Linked DNA regions of Rattus norvegicus: region 2 is linked to region 1. A link is a contact called in public Hi-C data. All regions are on one chromosome and are shown on one strand. Each heading gives the region's core, a stretch centred on a gene start, on an enhancer-like site or on the middle of the called end of the contact. The rest is flanking DNA. Distances are from core to core; before and after follow the strand shown.

Region 1 (6,964 bases), core at 3,280-5,779:
CTTAATTCTGTCTAGTTTTAGTCCACTTTTCTGTAAATCACAATACCCCGGCAGGTGGCCACGTCACCTGGCAGCACATCAGAACTTTGACTCCTCAGCTCTAAATGCAAACGGAACGCTGGAGTTGCTCCGACTGACTCCTCACTCAATGATGCCCTGCCAGCCTGCCACTTCCGAGAGCTCGCTCAGTGCCTGAGCACGGCAGTCTTGCTGTCCCAGGAGAAGCAGGAAGCACGTCGCCAGAGAGGAAGCCAGCGCACCCAACCACTTTGGACTCCAGAGCGTCGGGGGCGAGGGGGGGGGGGTGCTGGGGCAGCCAGACTCCATTTATTTATATCTCAGAGTGTCACAGTTGTCCGTTCTGCAGCTGAGAAACTGCTAGAGAAGGGGACAGAAATTGGCTTTGTCTATGTTCCCTGGCACCTACTCCTGTTGTTCAAAGGATGCCAGAAGAATCAGGGTTGGGGAGGGGAGGGACGGGAGAGTTCTGAGTGTGCAGACGCTCTCTGGGTATCATCAGAAGAAAGGGAAAAAAAGCTCGGTCACTTTCATGTCTGCATCAAAACTGGTACCAATGCCATCGGGTTCTTATGGTTTATCCACAGGGACAATTCTTGCTGACCAAGGCACGGTGACAAGGGTCTGTTCAAGAAGTACTTTGAACAAGGCTGGGTCTGGTTGTGTCATGAATGGGAGTATGGTTTCGGGAGCCAGACTCAACACAGGGGTTCTGAGAGGCAAGGTCCCCCCTGTTTTCATGCGGGCATTGACCTCCCTCAAGAAGGAACAATTTGAGTTCATAAAGCACTTGGCTACAGACCAAAGAGCTGACAGTTTCACCGCAGAGACACTTCATGTGCTCTGTCACACACACACACACACACACACACACACACACACACACACACACACACACGCCTGTGGGTCTTGTAAAACATCCTGTGGTGCAGGCTCAGGTCCAGTTTAACACTGCTGAGTGGTGGTAAACCTTTATGGGGTTAGGCCTGTGGGAAGTCTCACTCTTTAAAAAGGACAGCCCAGCCCCTGCCTCTTTCTCTATTTTTGCCCTTCATGAACTTCCACAATGATGCAGCCCTGATCCTGACAGAGCTAAAAAGCATCAGGGCCAACAACCATCGCCTCCAGTCAGAATCTTGCCAAAAGGAACCTCTGCTCTTTGTAAGTTTTCTAACTCAGGTGTGTGTTACAGTAACAGGAACTGGTACCACGACCTGGATCCCTCAGCTCTGCCACCTGGTGTCTGGGTTCTCCCTGTCCTTTCCAGCACATTCTCTCTGCCCTGTGCACAATACAACCCAGAGCTAGTTAGCATGAAGCGAAGGTCCCAAATCACATCACAACTGATAAACTAAAGACCATTTCATCTGGAAGAGGAACAGAAGATACAATGTTTACTTAACGTTAGCCATCTTTCCTACCCAGGTTTCATCGTTGTTTCTCCTGGAGACACCTCTTCTCTCCCCACTTTAGACTGTGAACTTTCTAAGCTACTCCACCAAGTTTTCTCTGCTCTCCCACTCTCTGCACCACACCACCCTTTGGCTAAACAGCTACTAAACTCCAAGACCCAAATCCCCCGTGTTTCCCACTTCACAGGAACCTTTGTAATACAATACAGAATACTGTAAAACTGTCATTCTAGCTGACTGAGGAATTCTGATTCCAGGAATTGATTGGGAGGAAATAATTAAGAACGTCCACAGCGTTTCACTGTAAGAATGCTTACATATGTTATTACAATTATAAGCAACTGGAAACGACCCAGGAAGTTTAGAGGACAATGGTCGGGAACTACCTAATACTAAGAGACTTACATTCAGTCATTAAGTCAATCAACCGACCCTAGAGTTGTTAAGTTAAGGCAAAGATTGAGGGTCAACGCAGATTTCACAAGACTAGACCCATGGCTACCTCTAAGATTTTCTTAACATATAGGCATAAAAGTAAACCTGGGGCTGCAGTAGGGGCTTGTGTAAGTGAAAAGCCTTTGTCCCAGGCTCTGTTGACCTCACACAGGTCTCACTCCAGAGGAGGAGAGAAGAAATGGAAGTTTCTCTTGCTTCAAAGTTCACAGGCCCCTGACTAGGAATAGCAGCAGAAGAAGCTGTATTTAAAGCTGAGGGGAAAATGTTAGGGAAATGAAAGAAGAAAGAAAAGTGTGGGGAGGAAAGGGTTGTTTTTTTTTTTTAAGCAGCAAAAGAATTCAAGAAGAGACTATGGTACTATAGTGAGAATACCGTCTGCTTCAAAGAGATTTTATATTTGTAAAAATTATATCTTATATATGAGATATACACACATGTATATTTATTTATTTATTTATTTATTTATTTATTTATTTATTTATTTCAGGGGCTGCTAAAAACCTGAGGGAGCAGTAGCACTCCAGGGTAGGGAGTGGTTGGGCAGCAGGTGGGACACTTCTGAGATCAGCAGGCCAGCTGCTTGTCCCCACAGAAATGCCTTACCCTTTCCTGATGAGGTCAAGCCCCAGCATGACCACCACAGCAATGCAGCATGGGTGCCCAAGCATCAGACCAAACCCTCTTTCTCTGCAAAACTTATTCACAACCTCTTTTAAAAACGAAGCAAGCTGAACACCTCGCTCCTCTGCTGGCTCTGCTCCTATCTAGTTACCGACCAGAGAGGCTGTGATCTGGGGACCATCCAAATCCAGGTGACAGGAGCCTGGCCCCTGTCCCTAGACCCAGGTTGTTGCAGAGCACAGCGGCTAGCCACACCTTTGGCTCCCTTGGCTGCCTGACCTTTCCTTAGTAGCCCCCAACCCAGAACAGCCCTTCTATCTTTGACAGCTCCTCCCATATGCTAGTGCCAAGGCCACACTATGTGGGGTTCTGGGATGTACTCTACAAACTCTCCAGCTGTAATCTGTACCAAGCCCAAAGCCCATGGTGGACCTGGAGTCAGGGGACAATAGGAAAGTGTTCTGCCCTGCTGTCTGAAAAGGGTTTGTCAAACGCAGGAAGCAACTGTGGCTGGTAACACTGTGACTAGAATCAACGTCAGGAAAGGATGTGGACGAAAGGACTTTGGAAACTGCTCTCTTAAGTACATGGCCGTGTTAAAAAGGCCAGTCGCAAAGTTCTCTTTCCCCAAGGTTCTGGAAGGCCCGCATCCACAAACCCCCTATTTGCTCTGCCCCTGTCCAGTTCTGAGCACAGACTCCCAGTGTGTTACATATCCAACACACACACATTCCCGGTCTCCATCTCCCAGCCCGCTGCCTCTAAGGATGCTCACTCACTGAATAACACCCTCAACTTGAACTAGCCATCTCCTGGTCCCACAGTAACATCATCTAGAACGAGGTTGAACTGAACTCTAGCTGCTATGAGAAGGTGGGCGTGGTGCAGCGGCCGCTTCATTCCAGGAAAGCGGTCTACCTATCTTCTCTAAGCGCTTCTGCTGAAGGGTCAGTTAACTTCACTATTGATGCTTAATGAGGGAGAGACATTCTTTCCTGCAGGCCCACCCATCTCGCTAGTCAGCAACCATACCCCTTGATCCAAAAACCTCATTCTCTTAAGTCCTGTCTCTAGACTGGCACGTGGGAGAAGAGCTCCAGGCTGCCCACCAACCACACAGTCTGTTCCTTGAGTGGGGGGAGTCCTCCATGCATCCCAGATCCTCTCAGAACCTTGTGGGGTCCCCAGTTCCCCTCTGGAGATCCCTACGCCCCCCAGAACCAACTCCCACCCATCCCCTGTTTCCCTGCTTCTTGCGTGCTGCTGCCCTAGAGTTACATGGAGTGGTCCCCCGAGAGCAGCCTGGCCTCCTAGGGGCCCTCCGGGAATCTGGGGCAGTCGGCCAGCCAGCGGTGGCCCCTCGAGGGCAGACAGCCAACTAACTTTACTGTGGCGAGAATGAAGCTGCGCCTGAATGCCCAGGGAGAGCAGGGACCCCAGGGACCCCCGGGGCCTCGGAGAGCAGGCCAGGATGTCAGCGTGGCCGTTGGACATTTAAATCGGCTCCTCGGGAGGCGGCGTGGAAGAGGCCGGAAAGGCGGCGGCGGACTTGGGGGATCGCGGGGTGGCCGCACCGGAGTCGAGGATCCACAGGGGGTACACTCACCAGCGCGTGTTGTCGTGGAAGTGCTCCAGCACCGCGTAGCCGAAGAAGGAGCCCGGGGGGCCCTGGAAGCGCACCGGGCGCTGCGCGTCGATGTTGTAGGCGCCCGCCGGGACCCCCGCGGCCACCAGCGCCAGCAGCAGCGCGCGGAGCCCCCCGGCGCCGGTCCCCTTTGCAGCCGGGCCGCCCATCCCCAGCCGGCCGCCGCCCTGCGCCCTGCCCCGCGATCGGGGCTCCCGGGACACGACGCTGCCCGGGGCGCGAGCTGTGCACTCCAAGTCTGAGCCCGGGACGCTGGGAAGGGCTGCAGCGCGAGCAGGAAAGAGGCCAGGGGAGGCCGCCAGCGCGCCGCGTCCTCTCGATCCCCGCCGAGAGCTCTGCGCTCTCCGATGGAGTGGGTCCGGGGCCCGGGCGGCACTGGACTGCGGAGAGGCGCGCCCGAGGGGTGGGCGGCCCGGGCGGCCCTGGCGGGACGGGCCCGCAGCGCCCCCTGCTGGACGCGGCTCCCGGAGCACCGCCTGGACCTGGTGCTGAACCTGGATGAACCACATCCTCTCCAGTATCCTAGGCTCTGTGGGGTCCAAGCTGGCTGGGTCTCTCTCCTTTTGTCTTACACTGTGAGTCTTTCTCAAGTCTCTTTCACACACAAAGGCCTAAAGTCACCCGAGCCAAGGATGAGTGAATATTCTGGCCCTGCCCGTCTGGAAGCTCTTCTTCAGAGGGAACCGCTCAAGACCTCCAGTCAGTTGCCTTAAGAATTAGTCATGTGAGGGGCTGGGGATTTAGCTCAGTGGTAGAGCGCTTACCTAGGAAGCGCAAGGCCCTGGGTTCGGTCCCCAGCTCCGAAAAAAAAAGAACCAAAAAAAAAAAAAAAAAAGAATTAGTCATGTGGACTTCCATACTCCCAGACCTGGCCAGTGCTTTCCAAGTCGGGGGACACACAATGCAGCCAGGTGTGCTCCCCTGCGTGTGGGAGATTAAGGTGAAGCGTACATTGCATGAAGTTAATGTCTTAACCTCATTTTGGTTGTTCGATGATCATCTTGCAAATTAAATTACATACAAGTTTAACAAGCACGCCCCGCCCAGTCCAGCCCCTGGCAAGTTTCATTTATCTCTGACTCTGTGAAATTGGCTAGTCCAAGTTTAATGTTATTACTGAACTAACTCTTTACTCTGGTAAAAGCACCACCCTCTCCCCACTCCTCCCCACCCTCTCCACTTCGGAAGTCTCATTCATGCTAAACGCACATGCTGCTTTCGTCTCTTTCTTTCTAATTGGGTTTGTCCTTACATGCACAAGCCTAGGATAGGCAAGGGTGTGTGAGGGTGCACATTCCAGGGCTATCTACTCCCCAGTAGCCTAAACTCAGGGATCTTTCCAAGTGAAGAGCCTCTCCTGGCTGTCATCAGAAGAGTTGTGACAAAGGAAGCTGAGTCACTGCTAGGTCCATGAGGTAAAGAAGTCAGGCAGCTTCAAAGACCAAGGACAGAGAAATGTCTTCTCCCCTACCCCTTCCAGGAAGGCAGCCCAGAGATAGAAGTCTTGGCATCAGTCCAGTAAGACCCATGACCTCCAGAATCGTTAGACGATTAATGTTGCTGTCTTAAGCCACTGCACTCAGGTGATTTGCATAGCTCGGACACACAACTGCTGCCTTACTTGGGTTAAACACCATGACCAAAAACACGTGACAGAGGAAAGGGTTTTTTTGGCTTACACTTCCACATCACTGTTCATCATCGAAGGAAGTCAGGACAGGAACTAACCCAGGGCAGGAACCTGGAGGAACTAACCCAGGGCAGGAACCTGGAGGCAGGAGCTGATGCAGAGGCCATGGAGGGAGGCTGCTTACTGGTTTGCTCCCCATGGCCTGCTTTCTTAGAGAACACAGGACCACCAGGGCCAGGAATGGCACTGCCCACAATGGGCTGGGCCCTCCCTCCTCAGTCACCAGTTAAGATCTTGTGGAGGGAAGCATTTTCTCAAGTGAGGCTCCCGAATCTCAAATGACTAGAGCTTGTGCCATGTTGATGCAAAACTACCCAGCATAAGTGCTATATGCACCTGTCTTAGTTTCCCTCCTGGGAAACTTTAATAAACACTCTGATCAAAGGCAACTTGGAGCAGGAAAGGGTGTATCCCGGCTTACAGGTTAGTCTCACTGAAGAGAGGAGGGGCATGAATCTGGGCCAGTAGCTGAGGGAGAACTCATGAAGGAACTATGCTTACTGAATTTCCTCGCTGGCTTGCTTCTTCCCATGCTCAGCTAGCTTTACAAAGGGCATAGGTCACCTGTGCAGGAAATGGTGCTGCTCAGTCTGAGCTCTCATACACCAATCATGCTCAGAGGCGAAGCTGATGAAGACGATCACTCGAGGTTTTTTTTTTCCCCCTCCAGGTGATTTCATACTGCAGGAAACGGACATCAATGCTAACTAGTACAGCAGCTGAAGTTCTATGTAAAGGTGTGTTCTTATAGATTTTTGCAAACTCTTAAGAGAAAAAGTCGACTTTAAAAGGTTAGGAACTGGGAGCTAGAGACGTGGCTCAGAGGTTAAAAGCACTTGTGACTCTTGCGAAAGACCCGAGTTCGATTCTCAGCACCTACATATTGGTTCACAACCCCCTGTAACTTCAGCCCCAGAAGACCCTACTTCCTCCTCTGGCCTTCCCAGGCACTAGACGCATGCTGTACCCACACATTTATGCAGGCATACGACGATACACAGGAAATGAAAACAAATGGACCTTTAAAAAAGCTTCAGGTCCACTGGTATAAAACACACCAATTACAACCCTTATAAACTAAACCTCAAAGTTATACTGGTTAAAAAAAAATGAAAACAAACT
Region 2 (6,964 bases), core at 3,271-5,770, 200 kb before region 1:
ATCTTACATCTGAGTTAGAGTTTGGGGATTGTGAGTTCAGATCCCTGCCACTGCCGAGCCCCGCAATCCCTGCGTTCGGCTGTAAACCCCTGTATTGGGTTGTGAGCCACAGCTGAAGCAGCTCTGGCACAGACAGAGGACACTGGTGACCTTGCTATAAGTAACCCTTGAGAGTCATGGTTGAAAGCTGGACCAAAGTGAGGGGACTACATTAGAACAGAGAGCAGGGGGTGGAGGGTGGGGGGTCTGGAGGTGAGCACAGGGGATCTGGAGGTGAGCACAGGGGTATCTGGAGGTGAGCACAGGGGATCTGGAGGTGAGCACAGGGGATCTGGAGGTGAGCACAGAGGGGATCTAGAGGTGAGCACAGGGGGATCTGGAGGTGAGCACAGAGGGGATCTGGAGGTGAGCACAGAGGGGATCTGGAGGTGAGCACAGGGGATCTGGAGGTGAGCACAGAGGGGATCTGGAGGTGAGCACAGGGGGATCTGGAGGTGAGCACAGAGGGGATCTGGAGGTGAGCACAGGTGGATCTGGAGGTGAGCACAGGGGGGATCTAGAGGTGAACACAGGGGGGATCTGGAGGTGAGCACAGGGGGATCTGGAGGTAAGCACGGAAGGGGATCTGGAGGTGAGCACAGGTGGATCTGGAGGTGAGCACAGGGGGGATCTAGAGGTGAACACAGAGGGGATCTGGAGGTGAGCACAGAGGGGATCTGGAGGTGAGCACAGGGGATCTGGAGGTGAGCACAGAGGGGATCTGGAGGTGAACACAGGTGGATCTGGAGGTGAACACAGGGGGGATCTAGAGGTGAACACAGGGGGGATCTGGAGGTGAGCACAGAGGGGATCTGGAGGTGAGCACAGGGGGGATCTAGAGGTGAACACAGGGGGGATCTGGAGGTGAGCACAGGGGGATCTGGAGGTGAGCACAGAGGGGGATCTGGAGGTGAGCACAGAGGGGGATCTGGAGGTGAGCACAGGGGGATCTAGAGGTGAGCACAGGGGGATCTGGAGGTGAGCACAGGTGGATCTGGAGGTGAACACAGGGGGGATCTAGAGGTGAACACAGGGGGGATCTGGAGGTGAGCACAGGAGGATCTGGAGGTGAGCACAGAGGGGGATCTGGAGGTGAGCACAGGTGGATCTGGAGATGAACACAGGGGGGATCTAGAGGTGAGCACAGAGGGGGATCTGGAGGTGAGCACAGGGGGATCTGGAGGTGAGCACAGGGGATCTGGAGGTGAGCACAGGGGATCTGGAGGTGAACACAGGGGGGATCTAGAGGTGAGCACAGGTGGATCTGGAGGTGAACACAGGGGGGATCTAGAGGTGAACACAGGGGGGGATCTGGAGGTGAGCACAGGGGCATCTGGAGGTGAGCACAGGGGGGATCTAGAGGTGAGCACAGGGGGGATCTGGAGGTGAGCACAGGGGGATCTGGAGGTGAGCACAGGGGGATCTGGAGGTGAGCACAGGTGGATCTGGAGGTGAGCACAGAGGGGGATCTGGAGGTAAGCACAGGGGGATCTGGAGGTGAACACAGGGGGGATCTGGAGGTGAGCACAGAGGGGGATCTGAAGGTGTTTGTTTCAGTAAAATAGAGTTTGGACAAATAGGATAAGTGCTACCGGAGAAGTGGACTGTGGAGATCATGTTTTTAAGGTGGGAATTATCACAGTGCATCGGCACAGGAATGGGAAAGTGCCATCAGAGAAAGCACATGGATGAACACGGGACAGGAATCAGTTACTGGTGGGGCCTGGTGAACACGTGGAAAGCTGTGACTGAATGGACAGTGTGTGAGACACAGCTGCTGGGTGTGGGTGGAGGATGCAGACTCCTGTGTGGCCGTCTGTCCTTGGCATGGAGAGAAGGGGAGGGAGTTTGGGGTGTGGCAGTGGCAGGAGAGCCGGGGGTGGGGTGAATTGGCCGAGGATGATGATGATGAAGACAGAGGTGATAACAGAGATGAGTTTACCAAGCCATGTAAGCTCTGCACAGAACGAAGTCACTCCCAGTTGTTAACTGGTCAGCTGGTTAACGGAAGACGTGGAGACGCCTGAGACCTTGTGCAACGGACAGTTGTTTCTTTGGGCTCTTTGGCTCAGAGACTCCATGACAGATGTGAAGGGTATACCAACAGATCAGGGACAGTTAACCCCTCATGGTCTTTAAGCTGTGGGCACCTGATTAAAGACAGACCCATGATCTACGATGTCCAAGTGGCCCTGCTTTGGTGACTAGCACTCCTGTTGACAGCTCTGGGTTTTGGAGGTTTCACAAGAGCATTCTGAGTTGGCCACAGAAGGTTTGAAGACACAGAAGTCACTTCCATGAGCTACACCTTGCCTCCCTTGCTTCCTCTTGAACTTGTTCATGCTCCCAACCCCCAACCCTCTTTTAAGCCCCATCTGAACTGGCTTGTATCTTTCCAATACGTTAGATTTCAGTTAACTGCCATATGCTTTGTTGTCTGTGGCAATTAACATAGCTAATATGGCGTGCAAGAGAAGAGGACTATTCACACACTCAAACGGCTATGATTCTTTGAAATACAGATTTCATGGGGGAAGGAAACCATCATTACGCATCTGCAGAGAGAAGCCCTGCTGTCTAGCGTGTCTGGCACGCCAACAAGAAAAACATGCGCGACAAGAAATCGGATGGCCTCACTTTGGAAGCGAGAACTCTGAGGATCCAAACAAGATGTGAAAAATTAACTCAGGGAAGAGAGTTACGAATTCTTGAATGGTCTCCAACGAATTAAGACCTCGACCTCAAGCCTTTGTGCTGAAGATTTATTATTGTTGGCCAGTCTGGTTCTAAACAATTGATGGGTTATTTCTGTCCCCATTTGCTTTTGTAACATGAAAGGGAACTGTCAGTCCTTGAGTATGGAACAGCATTAACCTAGCTTGACCAGGAGAAGGACCTGCATGCATGCTCACAGAAGGCCAGTCACCTCAGAGAGAGCAGGCACTGTGGAATATTAAGCAGAGAGACCACATAGGCAGGCACAGCATCACAGGCTAGAGAGCTGCCGCCTCTCTGAGTGTTGTAGTTCACAAGACTAGGTCTCTTTCTCTCCTGTGTGAATGCCAAGGAATCAGGCCAGAGACACCTGAACTCCTGCCAGGCCCCTCACCACGGGCCTCTGCCACTTAACCATGCAGTAAGGTCATTCCTGGGTTTTCGTAGTCAAGTGATTCTGGCTCTGTGATTAAGGGAAGCCAGGCACCTTCCAGGGTAGACAGTGGACTCAAAACTTTGAAAAGAGAAACCTCGGAGTTGTTTTCATTCTTTCTCTAAAGCTAAAACTCTATAACCAAAACAGTAGGTCGCTGCTCCCTAAGTTATTCTTAGAAATGAAATGAAAATACATTTACTAGCACAGGACCGGGTACTGTCAAACAAGCCTTTCTGAGGACTCACAGGACTGGATGGGAAAGCCGCTTTTAGAGCTGAGGAAATCACGAAGCAGAGAGGTGGAGGCTGGAGGAGAAGTGAGAGCCTCCCATGCCTCCAAAGCCCACTCCTTCCCACTGTCACCTGCGTCCTTTAGTCCCCTGTCTGCCATAGTGCCAGAGGTCCTTCCTGATCTCCCCCTGTGAATGACAACGTCCCTGTTGTGAGTTCACCAGCTACATGAATTCTTCTCAGAACTTTACCAAGGTAGCTTCACACTAATTTTTAAAATTAATTTAAAAAGAATTTTCGTACATATATATAATTAAACATGGTCATTTATACTTGCAGTTTTTCCTTCTGACTCCCAACTCAACTTCATAATCCGTCCCCATCTCTCTGATAACTCACTGCCTCAGTTACTTTTCTACTGTTGTGACAAAATACCATGACCAAGGCAACTTATAAAAGAAAGCACTTAATTGGAGCTCACAGTTCCAGATGGTTCGAATCCATGACTATCATGTCAGGGAGCATGGCAGCTGGCAGGCATGGCGCAAGAGCAGTAGCCGAGAGCTTACATCTGATCCAAAATCATAGGCACACAGGCAGACAGGCAGGCAGGCAGGCAGGCAGGCAGGCAGACAGACAGACAGACAGACAGACAGACAGACAGACAGACAGACACAGACACACACACACACACACACACACAGGAGAGCAAGAGTGAGAGAGGGAGAGAGTGAGAGAGAGCGAGAGAGTGAGAGAGAGCAAGAGAGAACGAGAGAGAGCGAGAGAGACTAACTGAGAATGCTGTGGGTTTTGAAACCTCAAAACCCATCCCCACTGACATACTTCCTCCAAAAAGCCCACACTTCCCAATCCTTCCTAAACATTTCCACCATCTGAGGGACCAAACATCCAAATATTTGAGTCTATGGGACCATGTGCATTCAAACCATACCCACTAAGTCCACTTGACACTCTTCAGTGCCATGTAAGGGGAGGGTTCAGGGACGTGAGACACAAACTTCCAGACTTGACATGGTGTGGCACTTAAATGTCACACAAGCTGTGGTTACTCGAACCAGATCAATCCAGACTAAATTCCAGCGTAGGTCAGGGAGGTTCTCTCCAGGTCGTGTCCCTCACCCAGGAGCTGTTGGCAGTTCACAGCTAGCTCTGGGGGAGAGAGAATCATTGCTTTGTATGTGTGGCTACTGGTAGATCCTGCATAGTAATCTGGGACAGAGGACCATGTCTCTACCACAGGGTCTGACAGCGGGGCCAGGAGCCTTTGCTCTGGTCTGCTCACAAGGGCAGAATTGGTTCCAACACCAAATTTCTAAGGGAGTCTAATGTCCTGACAATTAGGAAGATTGGCCTGGAACTGGTGTGTTGGTCATTTAATCCTTCAGTGGGGTGTCAGAGGCTGGCCTCCCCTACGGAAGTTCTATGAGTCCGCATTGAACAGCAGACAAGTGCCCCCAAGCAGACCTTCGACTGTCAGTCCAACCTTCCCATTTCCCAGAGGGAGAAGCTGAGTCTGAGCGAGGACCCACTCACCTGAGGTCACCCAGCCATGCTGGCTCTGAGCTAGAGCAAGGGTCAAATGTCCTTGGCTATCCATGCTGCAGCTCTTGTATAATGAAGCCCATCACATGGGGAAGGGCTCTGGCGAGAAAGGTTCTTTCAATGACTTCGGAATAGAACAGGCCTGTGTGAAGACCTGCTGCTCAGACAGGCCTGCCAAGAGTCTAAAACAATCGTGCACAGTTTGTGTGCCAGACATTCCACGGGTGCTTGTTTATTTATTGAGGAACAACCTTTCTAATTTTCGAGGAATTTTATCCTCTGATAAAATTTCCCATTAATTCTAATTTGCTTGTGCAGTCGCGGGTCGTGCTCCTTTGTACGCAGGCCCTGGCTGCACTTTCAAGTAAAAGGCATCGTTAATAGACATCAAAGATTTAAACTGCGCTGTTTCCGTAAGCCTCATCTTCTGGCACTTTCATAGCTTGAGGAACACATATAACTTATTTTTTTTATTAAAAATTCCTCTTTAATATATCTTCGTATTGTGTGTTCTGTGTGTGTGTGTTGCCTGCATGCCTCTGTGTAACTGTGTGCATGCCTAGTGCCTGTGGAGGCCAGAAGAGGATGGCAGGTCCCCGGAACTAGAGTTACAGATATTTATGACCACACGGGTGCTGGGAATTGAACCTCCAGAAGCTCAGTCAGGGATCTCTGCAGCCCTCCTGATACACACTAATACACCTTTGGAATGTATTATGGAGTCCCTAATTCTTTAGCATGAATTCACTCGTTGTTCCAAATGCCAGTTGGTACTGGTGACCAACGGGAGTTGCATGAGGTCCCAGAATCTTTGCTACACTTATTCTTTGGCCTCATTCCTTCTGTCCAGCATGAAGACCATCCAAAGTTCCTTACTGGGGTGGACTTGGTGCATGTATCAATGACTTATGCTGAATCCTCGTGGACAAGAACTCCCCCTTCTTTCCAGATAAATTGTTCTAAAGATTCAACAGGAAGAACATGAGGTAGCTGAAGGATATCCAGTGATGCCCCACCCCCAGTGGATATTTTCAAATGTTCCTAAAGATCTCAACTGTGATCTTACCTGGAGGTATAAGCTACGTGCTTTCCTCTTGCTACCAGCATCAACTGAACAATGCTAACTGTACAACCACTAAGTGCGTCCACGTCAATTACACCCAACAAGATGACTGCTGCAAGAGAATTTTCTCATACACACCACACACACACACACACACACACACACACACACACTGAGGGGTAAAGTGCTTGCCTAGCTGATGTAAGGTTGCAGGTTTAATCCCAGCACCCAAAAGAACAGCCACAGGGATAGTGCTAAATCTCTTCAAAATGCACTTGTAAACTATCAAGTGGAATGGGTAGGGAGGGGACCTGGGGGAGGAGAAAGAATATGACCAAAATATGATGCCTGAAAAATTTACAAAATAACTTAATTAGCCTTGTGAATGTTGAGAGATGGCCAAACAAGAAAGTATTCATGTGAATTTTCCAACAGTGTAATTTCTAAATTTTACTTGAATCTGATGTTCAAGGCTTAGATGTCAGGCAGGGGTATCACTTGACACCTGTGATATTCTGGGGATAGGAAAGTGAGCCAGGGGCATTTGGAGAACAGGAACATCTTAGCGTGGGATACCCCAAAAGGAGACAGGTTTGAAGCAAGTGGTACTACAGGAGAGATCTCCAAAACTCACCCAGGGAAGGCCACACTAAGGAGTAGGCAACTGGTGAGGGCTGTGGCATCAAGCCAGTGACCTCTCTCGGTGTCTGGAACCTTGAAAAACATAGCCTCAGAGTTATCCCAACTGGGATAAGGAATATCTCTGCACTGACTCTAGGCAGGATGAGGGGTATTGAGGCAATAGGAGGTGGTACTCGTACCAAGCACTGTTGATAGGCAGAAGACAGAGTTCCTGGTATCAGGAATGAGGCCAGAAACTCAGGACAGGGATAAAGGGATCCAGACAGGAAGGGTTCT

Evidence for each region. A called contact is a pair of places that touch in the nucleus more often than the background predicts.
Region 2: a Hi-C map of liver shows a contact between it and region 1, with 2.8 times the contacts expected there. The contact joins the enhancer-like site here to the promoter of Itga9 in region 1. A contact is called at or near these places in 4 of 12 Hi-C or Micro-C datasets (Schwann cells, hepatocytes, kidney and 1 more).

What each region holds. Positions count from the first base shown.
Region 1 is chr8:127,182,854-127,189,817 of GRCr8, reverse strand. It overlaps Itga9 (integrin subunit alpha 9), which reads right to left and starts at 4,529. Exons shown (of 28, transcript NM_001420002.1): 1 at 4,114-4,529. The coding sequence starts at 4,301.
Region 2 is chr8:127,381,582-127,388,545 of GRCr8, reverse strand. All of the region lies in intron 17 of Itga9 (integrin subunit alpha 9), which reads right to left. Among named protein-coding and RNA genes, the nearest start is that of Trnaa-ggc2, 130 kb to the right of the region's middle. Within about 2 kb of position 4,520, at least 9 of the 93 cell types and tissues checked have an H3K27ac peak or open chromatin away from gene starts, as enhancers often do. A contact at or near this core is called in liver, where this site is marked.